Linked DNA regions of Lactuca sativa: region 2 is linked to region 1. A link is a contact called in public Hi-C data. All regions are on one chromosome and are shown on one strand. Each heading gives the region's core, a stretch centred on a gene start, on an enhancer-like site or on the middle of the called end of the contact. The rest is flanking DNA. Distances are from core to core; before and after follow the strand shown.

What was found. A called contact is a pair of places that touch in the nucleus more often than the background predicts.
Region 2: a contact with region 1 is called in a Hi-C map of bud, with 7 times the contacts expected there. The contact joins the promoter of LOC111896981 here to the promoter of LOC111900691 in region 1. A contact is called at or near these places in 3 of 4 Hi-C or Micro-C datasets (bud, leaf and seed).

The regions. Positions count from the first base shown.
Region 1 is chr1:86,962,774-86,967,109 of Lsat_Salinas_v11, reverse strand. LOC111900691 (pumilio homolog 12) reads left to right here and starts at 2,338. Exons shown (of 7, transcript XM_042898368.2): 1 at 2,338-2,544; 2 at 3,646-4,336. The coding sequence starts at 3,677.
Region 2 is chr1:87,142,418-87,146,753 of Lsat_Salinas_v11, reverse strand. It overlaps LOC111896981 (pyruvate kinase, cytosolic isozyme), which reads right to left and starts at 2,449. Exons shown (of 3, transcript XM_023892956.3): 1 at 2,040-2,449; 2 at 126-587. The coding sequence starts at 2,291.

The DNA of each region.
Region 1 (4,336 bases), core at 1,089-3,588:
TACTTCTCGGTCCATGACTTCAAATGGTTCTTCGACAAAATTGAGTTTCATATTGATTTAGATATTATCCAAAGGGACGATTAACGTATCATTGGAGAGGCATTTCTTAAGGTTCGATACATGAAAGACGTTATGTATGTTGCCGAGTTTTTGGGCAACGCGAGTCGATAGGCTACCGGACCTACTATAGATAGGATCTCGAAAGGTCCTATGTACCTTGGATTGAGTTTTCCCAGTTTCCTGAATCTTATTACTCCTTTCCAAGGAGAGACTTTCATCATGGCCTTATCTCAAACTTGGAATTCAAAGGGGTTTCTTCGAAAGTCATCGTATTTCTTTTGGCAATTGTAAGCGGTTTTTAATCGCTCTCTGATCTGCATATTCTTTTCTGTAGTCTCTTGTATGATCTCTGTTCTTGGTAGCAAATTAGTGTCTCCCGTTATTTTTTTTTTGTTAATTGCGTATCACCAACTTCTGCCCAACATATCAGTGTATAGAATTTTCTGCCATAAAGGGCTTCGAATGGTGCAACCTTTACGCTAGTGTGGTAGTTGTTATTATAGGAAAACTCAACCAAGGGTAGGTGAGCATCCCAAGCATCTCTGAAATCTATCATACAGGCTCGTAGCGTGTCCTCGAGCGTTTGTATCGTCATTTTGCTGGGTTTTAGTATACTACAACATCCTATGGTGCACATACAACCTAAATGTTTTGGATCTATGTTTTCTCTAATTATACATGCAATATTGTTTCCAAAGCATTAAGTCTGCAACTAGCATGCAATTGACACAAACAACATAAAATACCAGTTAGAAGTTTACCTCTTTATGTAGCTTGTAGAACTTGTTGTATTTGGACTTTAAGAACTTAGTGCCCCAAGTGTTGCACCTCAAATGGAATCACAACACACCTTTGGACAAAAGATGACTTTTGAGAGAATATTCTTGCAACCAAAATCAGCTCATGGAACTCCAATGATCACTAGTGTGTCATTTTGGATGCTAAGGGTCTTCTTATATAGTGTAGCTAGGATCAAGGTTACATCCATGTAAACCCAAATGTGAATGACTTTTCATCTTACTTAGGATTCATGGGTTAAAACCTCCATGGACTACCATATTGGTTTAGCCCATCCTAAATAACCATAAGCTCACACCATAAGAATGATTGATTTACCAAATCAATCCTCTTACATTTAATTAGTCTCTTTTGATCACTAAATTAATACTTGACAATACTAATTAAATAATATGATTTCATGTTAATATATTAGAACTTATAATATATTAACAAATCATAAATAACATTTTCTCAAAAGTCCATCTTATCAAATTGTTCTTGTGATATGCAACTCAGGAAAACACTAGAATTAGATCATGCATTGCATATATGTTGCATACATATTATTTACATAATTTTTAAAGTAAAGTAAAGAGTTATGGTAAAAGTTTTTTGGAATGTAAAGAAAAGAGTTTTAGTAAAATCTTTTAACAAAAAAGTTTTTGTAAAATATTTTAGAAAATACATAAAACAATTTTGGTAAAAGCTTTTGAAAAATACAGAAAAGATTTTTTGGAAAATACATAATATAGCTCATAAAAGCTTTTAGAAGTATAGTAAAATGCTTGAAAAAACATTTAAAAATATAGCAAAGAATAAAAAAAACCTTTGGAATGATTGGTAAAGAATTATGTGTAAGATTTTGAAAAGTAAAGAAAATAGTTTTGCAAAGCTATTGAAAGTATTTTTGTGTCTAAACTTATATAACTTACGAGACAATAAGTAATTGTATTTTATATTATGTCATGTATAAAGGATTAGAAGATGATTGTTAACATGCCAGAAACATCATGGAAGATAGTTGGAATGTAATTTTTATACTCTTGTAATGATCTTTGTCTAAATTTTTATTTATTTGCTATGATTGATTAGTTGATATAAATTTGATAACACTCATGATGTAAAACCTTAAAAAAGATTTTTGTTGGACCATATTTATTACAAAACATGACTTTATGTTATGAAATGTTTACAAACCAATCGGCATAATTTTATCTATAAACAATTAACAACGATTAGCCTAAAAAGGTAAAAATATTATTTTCTTGACTTGTTATTTAACTAGATCCAACCATGTGGGACCTCTAATTGAGATACATATAGAACAAAACATATGACAATCTATTGATAATTTTACTAATTTCTTAAAATTATAATCAAATTAAACAAGGTTAAAAAAAAAGGGAAAAGTGAGAGGGGTGCATGGGATGGGTAGACATGTATAATTGCATTTGCTCTGTTTTTGTGAAATGTTACGTACAACCCCTCACCCATCACCCCATCATATCATATGCAATGCTATTTTTCATGGCCCCCATTGCTCTTCACTCCTACCACCTATGAATATTACTCCATCATTACGCCGCCTCTACTCCTGATCTCACCACCACACTCCCATCCCCATTTCACGATTTCACCACCACAATTTCAAGATTTCACGACCCATTTTGTTTTCCCCCTTTTGATCTCAGTCGATCATCACTGGTACGTGTTCTTTTCGTGAAATCAAATCTCAATTTCATCAAAGATTTGTGTTTTCTGTTCTGGGTTTTGGATGTTCTGATGAACTTTCTTGTAAATGATTGAAATTTCTTTATAAAGATTGATCTTTTGTTGGTTATGACGGTGTTTTATGATTATGGTTTTCTGGGTTTTCATGCATCTGATGAAATGATCCATCTGTGATGTTGATCTTGTATACAATCTGAATTGTTTTCTATTGTGTGAATTTGACAATGTGCTTTATTTATTCATTCATTCCTTATTTTGGATTTTTTCACTGAAGTGTATCATCGTAAGCATGTTATTATGTGAAGGATTAGGTCAAATCTTGTTTGGTATTTTCGTTTTGTGAGTGTCATTTAATGCTTTATTTCGTTTTGTAGGTCCCATTTTACTATTATTTCATGTGTTTATTTTTTTGTACCTCTAAATATTTTTATTAAAATCTAGCAAGTAGAGACTCCAAAGGAACAATAGTACAAGTACACTGTTAATACATGCTTACACTCTTAACATTCATGAATATCAATCACCAAATGAAATGATTGATTATTTATACAATCATTTCATTCTTTTGATGATTGACATATATGAAATCATGATGTGTCATTTTACTTGATGTAAGTCATAAAATGGAGAATGAAAATGATACATCTATGTTAGAATCATGAGCTTAAGATTGTTTATAAAAGATTTGGAAGATTATACTATGGTTTTGCATACACTAAAATGTTTATTGTTTAAGGTTTATTTGGTTGGATGACAAAGAAATTAAGTTTTTCAAGTCCCATTTTCTTTAAGGTCATAGCACGACCCTTTTAAAGTACTAGCTGTAGGTCCCCCATACCAACAATCCCCTTCTCTTAACCCAAAGGGAACTTTATGTCATATCACATTGATTGCTTTTGCCTTTTAAATGTTAACATTTTGAATTATTATTGTTGTTATCATCCATCATTAACTACCTCCTCTTCTTATAAAGTCTTAAAAAACGTATTATACTAAATCTTATCATACAAACCATATATATCGTTCTTGAAATCTATAAAATGTTATCTGATTACCATCTTTATTGTTTACTAGATCTCGAAGGACTATTTATTTATCTTGTAAAATGCCGGAAAGAGTTCACGAATTGGAGTTTGACGAATTCGATAAGCTTCTTGGTGAGATACCTCGAGCTACTGTCACCCCAAACACCGAAGAATTTGGAGTCTTTAATTCTTCCAAAAGCTCCAAAAATCTCTACACAAATCCTGAAAATGGTACATTTCTTGATACTTTGAATGACAAAAAGTTAAACGTGAGAAGGGTTCAATTCATCGAAGGAGAATGCTTAAACGATCAATCATTCGCATCTGTTTTTCAAGATCTAAGCATCAAAGATAGGCCAATCATGCTCTCACCACCACCTCCTTCTTCAACACCCTTCAATGGCGTTGACTTTAATGGTCAACAACTCGTAGCAATTCCCATGATCCCAAATCAACAACAATTGTTTTTCAATCCCCAGTCCAATCTAACATGGAGAAACCTCGAAAACGAATATAATTATCATCCGATGAACATGCACCAATTCTGTAAGAATCTAGAGAGTCAACCTCGGTCAATGCACCAACCTACACCTTCGTTGAACCGGTTCATGACCCATGCTAACCAAAAGGGACCCGAAAAGATACTCACGAGGTCACGTGGGTTGAACCCACTCGGGTCGCTAAAGTTTGGAAGCTTTGAACGTGAAGATCCGGTTTCAAATATCGTGAAATCTGACGAT
Region 2 (4,336 bases), core at 1,200-3,699, 180 kb before region 1:
TAAAAATATATGCTAAGTTTGAAACAATATACTGTGAATACTTTTTTATTGTTCAAAATGATTTTTACAAGGATATACACTTATATAAGTTTAATCCACGTCAAACACAGTGTTATTTGTTATACCTTTGACATAAGAAGGATGTTCTTTGCATGCTCTCCCAACAATTTTCGAACCTCAATAAGATCCGAACCTTTACGAACAAAAGACAAAGCAATCATATCGATCTTGTTAGGAACACCCCATGTCAATATATCTTCTTTATCTTTCTCGGTCAAAGTTGGAAGGTCAACTATGACTCCAGGAAGATTAACATTTTTTCGTTCGCCAAGAACCGCAGTATTCTCACATCGACAACGAACCAAACCCTTTTCAGTGTCGCATGAAAGAACAGAGAACGAGATTGTGCCGTCTGCGCATAGTATCACCATTCCTGGTTTTACATCATAAGCCAACTTTTTGTAGCTCATGCAAATCATGGTGTTGTCGCCTTTAATGTCGTAATCGGTAGAGATTGTGATTTCTTCGCCTTGTTTTAGTTGGATTGGTTTTCCATCTTTTAAAAAACCGGTTCTAATCTCTGGACCCTGAGAATATTATAAAAATATGAGCATATGGAATTTAGAAAAAATTTTAAAGTTGTTCAAGTAAGGTATGTGGTCCATAAAAGGGTGTTCATAGATCATAACATCTCAATGTTCGAACTTTAATAGCACAAGTTCATTCTGCAAAAAGTTCATGTGGATGGATCTTTGAAAAGTTAAATGTTTAAAAAATCTCCTTTAGATCATACGAGGATTTTTCAAAAGTATGCATGTTTTCTTTTTTTATGTTTATTGTCTATGTATATTTTTTTTCCTTTTGTTAATGATTGAACAATCGACTTTTGTAAAGTCATTCCAATTCAGTCAACTATACAAAGTTTATGGGTTTTATCATATTAACATTTCACATTTTATATAACTTTAGTTTAATAAGCAACATATTTTTAATCATTATATACAGTACACCATTTATCAATTGTTATATCGATTGAAAATTAAATTAAAAGTTATATAGATAAAATACATAATAATTTTAATTGCCATTTATCAATTGTTATATTGATTGAAAATTAAATTAAAAGTTATATAGATAAAATACATAATAATTTTAATTGTACAGTACTTTAAAATAACATAAGTTAAATGATTCCTATTGGCTTCAATTAATTATTAAGATTTTAAACTATTTGTTAGTTAATTTTTAATTGAAATTTAAAATTATTATTATTGATTTATATTATATTTTAACAAGTTCAATGACATAAAACCAAGCAAAAACTCTCTTCCCGTTTGTAAATAACCTATTTTAGTTATATGTCGATACATGATTTATAGATCAATTAATGATAATTAGATTCATACATGTGAATTATTTCCTTTTCAGATCTATCAGATTGCATCTCAACTAGATCTAGTGTGTAATGATTGATATAAAATTATCATAGTTCAAGTACCAAATATACAAATCTTTCTAAATTTACTAAATTATGCAATAAAAAGATGAATATCTAAAAGATTAGTTATTTATTTCAATTATTGTCTATACTTTCCATTATTTGTTTCAATTATTGTGTATACTTTCCATTAGAAGAAACACAAACTGACAAATTCTCTTAATAAACAGAGAGTTTGCTAGATTCAGACATCAATCGATGCCATGGCTGAATGGAAAACAAATCGCGTAGCCATGACCAAGGACGAGCTTATAGCTCTAATTAGATCTAATTAACGAAACATAGCATCAAATGATAATGAAAAAGTCAACATCCCAACAAAATTGGGGACTAGATTAGACTTAATATGAACACAAAATGGTGATCGAATCAATATCAGAATTCAGAAGTAGTCAATTTTACCACCGAAGTCAAAATTAAATCTGTATCAGATGTATAAACACTTAGAAGAATTAGACATTGCTGTGTAGATGATGCAAAAAACAGATTGCAAACAATCGATCGATTAGTGGAGATCTAGTAGAGAATAGAGATTACGTACTTTGGTATCGAGCATAACTGCACAGAGAATACCGGTGTTATCCATGGCAGTTTGGAGATTATCAAGCGTTTCCTGATGATACTCATAAGATCCATGTGAGAAGTTGAATCGAGCTACGTTCATTCCAGCTTTCAACAGTTTCTCGACCATAGTAACAGATCTAGAAGCGGGTCCCAAAGTGCAAACGATCTTAGTTCTCGGCCTCCTCACGCCAATTTCTTGCAGACTCTGATCGGTCTTCATCTGGTCCATGTTTGCTACGATCTAATCGGTATCAGATTAAATCAAGTTGACTGATCTGTTCTCAAATGGAAATTTGAGATGAAAAAGCTCTGATTTTTGGATGGGAGATAAAGGAAGTTTTGTGGAGACTGACGAAATGAAAGTGATGTGAAAGTGAATGAAAGCCATGGGGTCGATGGTGGGTATCTAGAGTTAGTTTATTCATGAATAATGGCACATGCTTGATGATTCATGCCACGATGTGATCGACCCAACCGAAATCTTTTACCTTTTTGGTTCCCTTCTTGTCTTTGTAATTAAGAAGAGCTTTTGCCCTAATTCGTAAAGTGTCAATCATTAGCTACTACAACCTAATATTTGTAGCATTTTATGTTTTAATTATTTGATAGAACACTCATGTATGGCAATGAAATTAGGTCATGGGGGGTATATGGGGCACAAAGAGGTCTCATGGCCAGGTCCAAGCTATGGTCTTGCAGACCACCCGAAGGGTGTCATTGTGCAACGTTTGTGGTCCGTTGTGGTATATACTATATACCATGGAATGCAACGGTCAAGTAGAAAATATGGGTGAGTTTCCAAGGACGATGGCTAAAAATTAGAAAAAAAAATTAAGTAAAACCATTTTTCTTTCTATAAATATTACCATTTTACTATAATTTTTTTCATACCTTTCTTTTTTCCTATACTACACATACCGCAATACTTACAAATACAATTTTCACAACAACAAAACTTCCAAACCCAACAACTTCTCAATGATAACAACAAACACAGATGCCCGAAATATACTAACAGTATGCTAACATCCGTATACTAACATCCCTCCAGTTGGAAGGGAAGGCTCCTGCCGAATGTTTGAACTACACTAAAAGTCAAGAAATAGAGGTGAAGGTAACCCTTTAGTAAATATCAACATATTGGGACTATGATGGTTCATAAAGCACTCAAATTTGTCCTAATGCAACTTTAACTCGAACAAAGTGTAAGTCAATCTCAATGTGTTCTTTATGTTGATGTTGAAACACGTTTTTGAAGAGATAAGCAACACTAACATTATAACAACACACAATTATAGCATAAGTGGGTTACAAATCCAACACGTTTCAACAACGATGTTGACAACGTCTCGGTTCTCAATTTCAGCACTAGATCGAGAGATGATGCCTTGCATTTGGTGACATGGACAATAAACTTTAACCAATAAAAACACAATAAACGGGCGTGGATCGACAATTGGTCGGAAAACCTACCTAGTCAGCACCATAGTAATCTAAAATGTGCCTCATGAGGTTTGTACATGTAAAGGCAAGCTTGATGAACTGCATAGGCAATATTCGATTGAGTAAAAGTTTGATATTAAAGAACACCTACAAGGTTGTGACATAAAGACAAAACATCAATATGTAGGCCAAAACTATGGAGTTTTGTGCATGTATCAATAGGTATGATGGTACGATCAGGATTGAAGTTAAGCATGTTGGATCTCTTCAAACTTTCCAAGGCATACTTTCTTTGCGATAAAAACATTTTGTGATGATCTCGAATGTAAGTGGTACCAAAGAAGTAGTTAAGCTCCCTAAGTGCTATCATGGAAAACTGAGTGCCCAGCATAGTTGAGATAATTCTCAAATGATCAGAAGATGAAGTGCTCAGTATAATATCATCAAAATATAAAAGTAAAAATAGTTGTATGAGATCCTTATTAATAAATGAACAATAATGAGTCATATCGACCGTGAGTGAAACTATAAGAACATGAAAATAAGAGATTTGGTTTTTGTCAAATATTGACCAAAAGGACAAAATGGTCATTAATGAGAATTTAGCAAGTTTATAAAGTTGTGACTTCATGAAAATGGCCAAGACGAGTTTAAGTCACTTATGAGAGGTAAGATGAGTAAGTTCAAGAAAAAGAATGCATGAGAAGATGCATTTTAGCGAAATGGGTAAAAATGAGTATTTTTATGGTTTTTAGGCCAAGTTTGTGACTTAATATATTAAGACATGTATTAATTCAATGAGAAAAGACTTAACAGAGTTGTAGATTATGT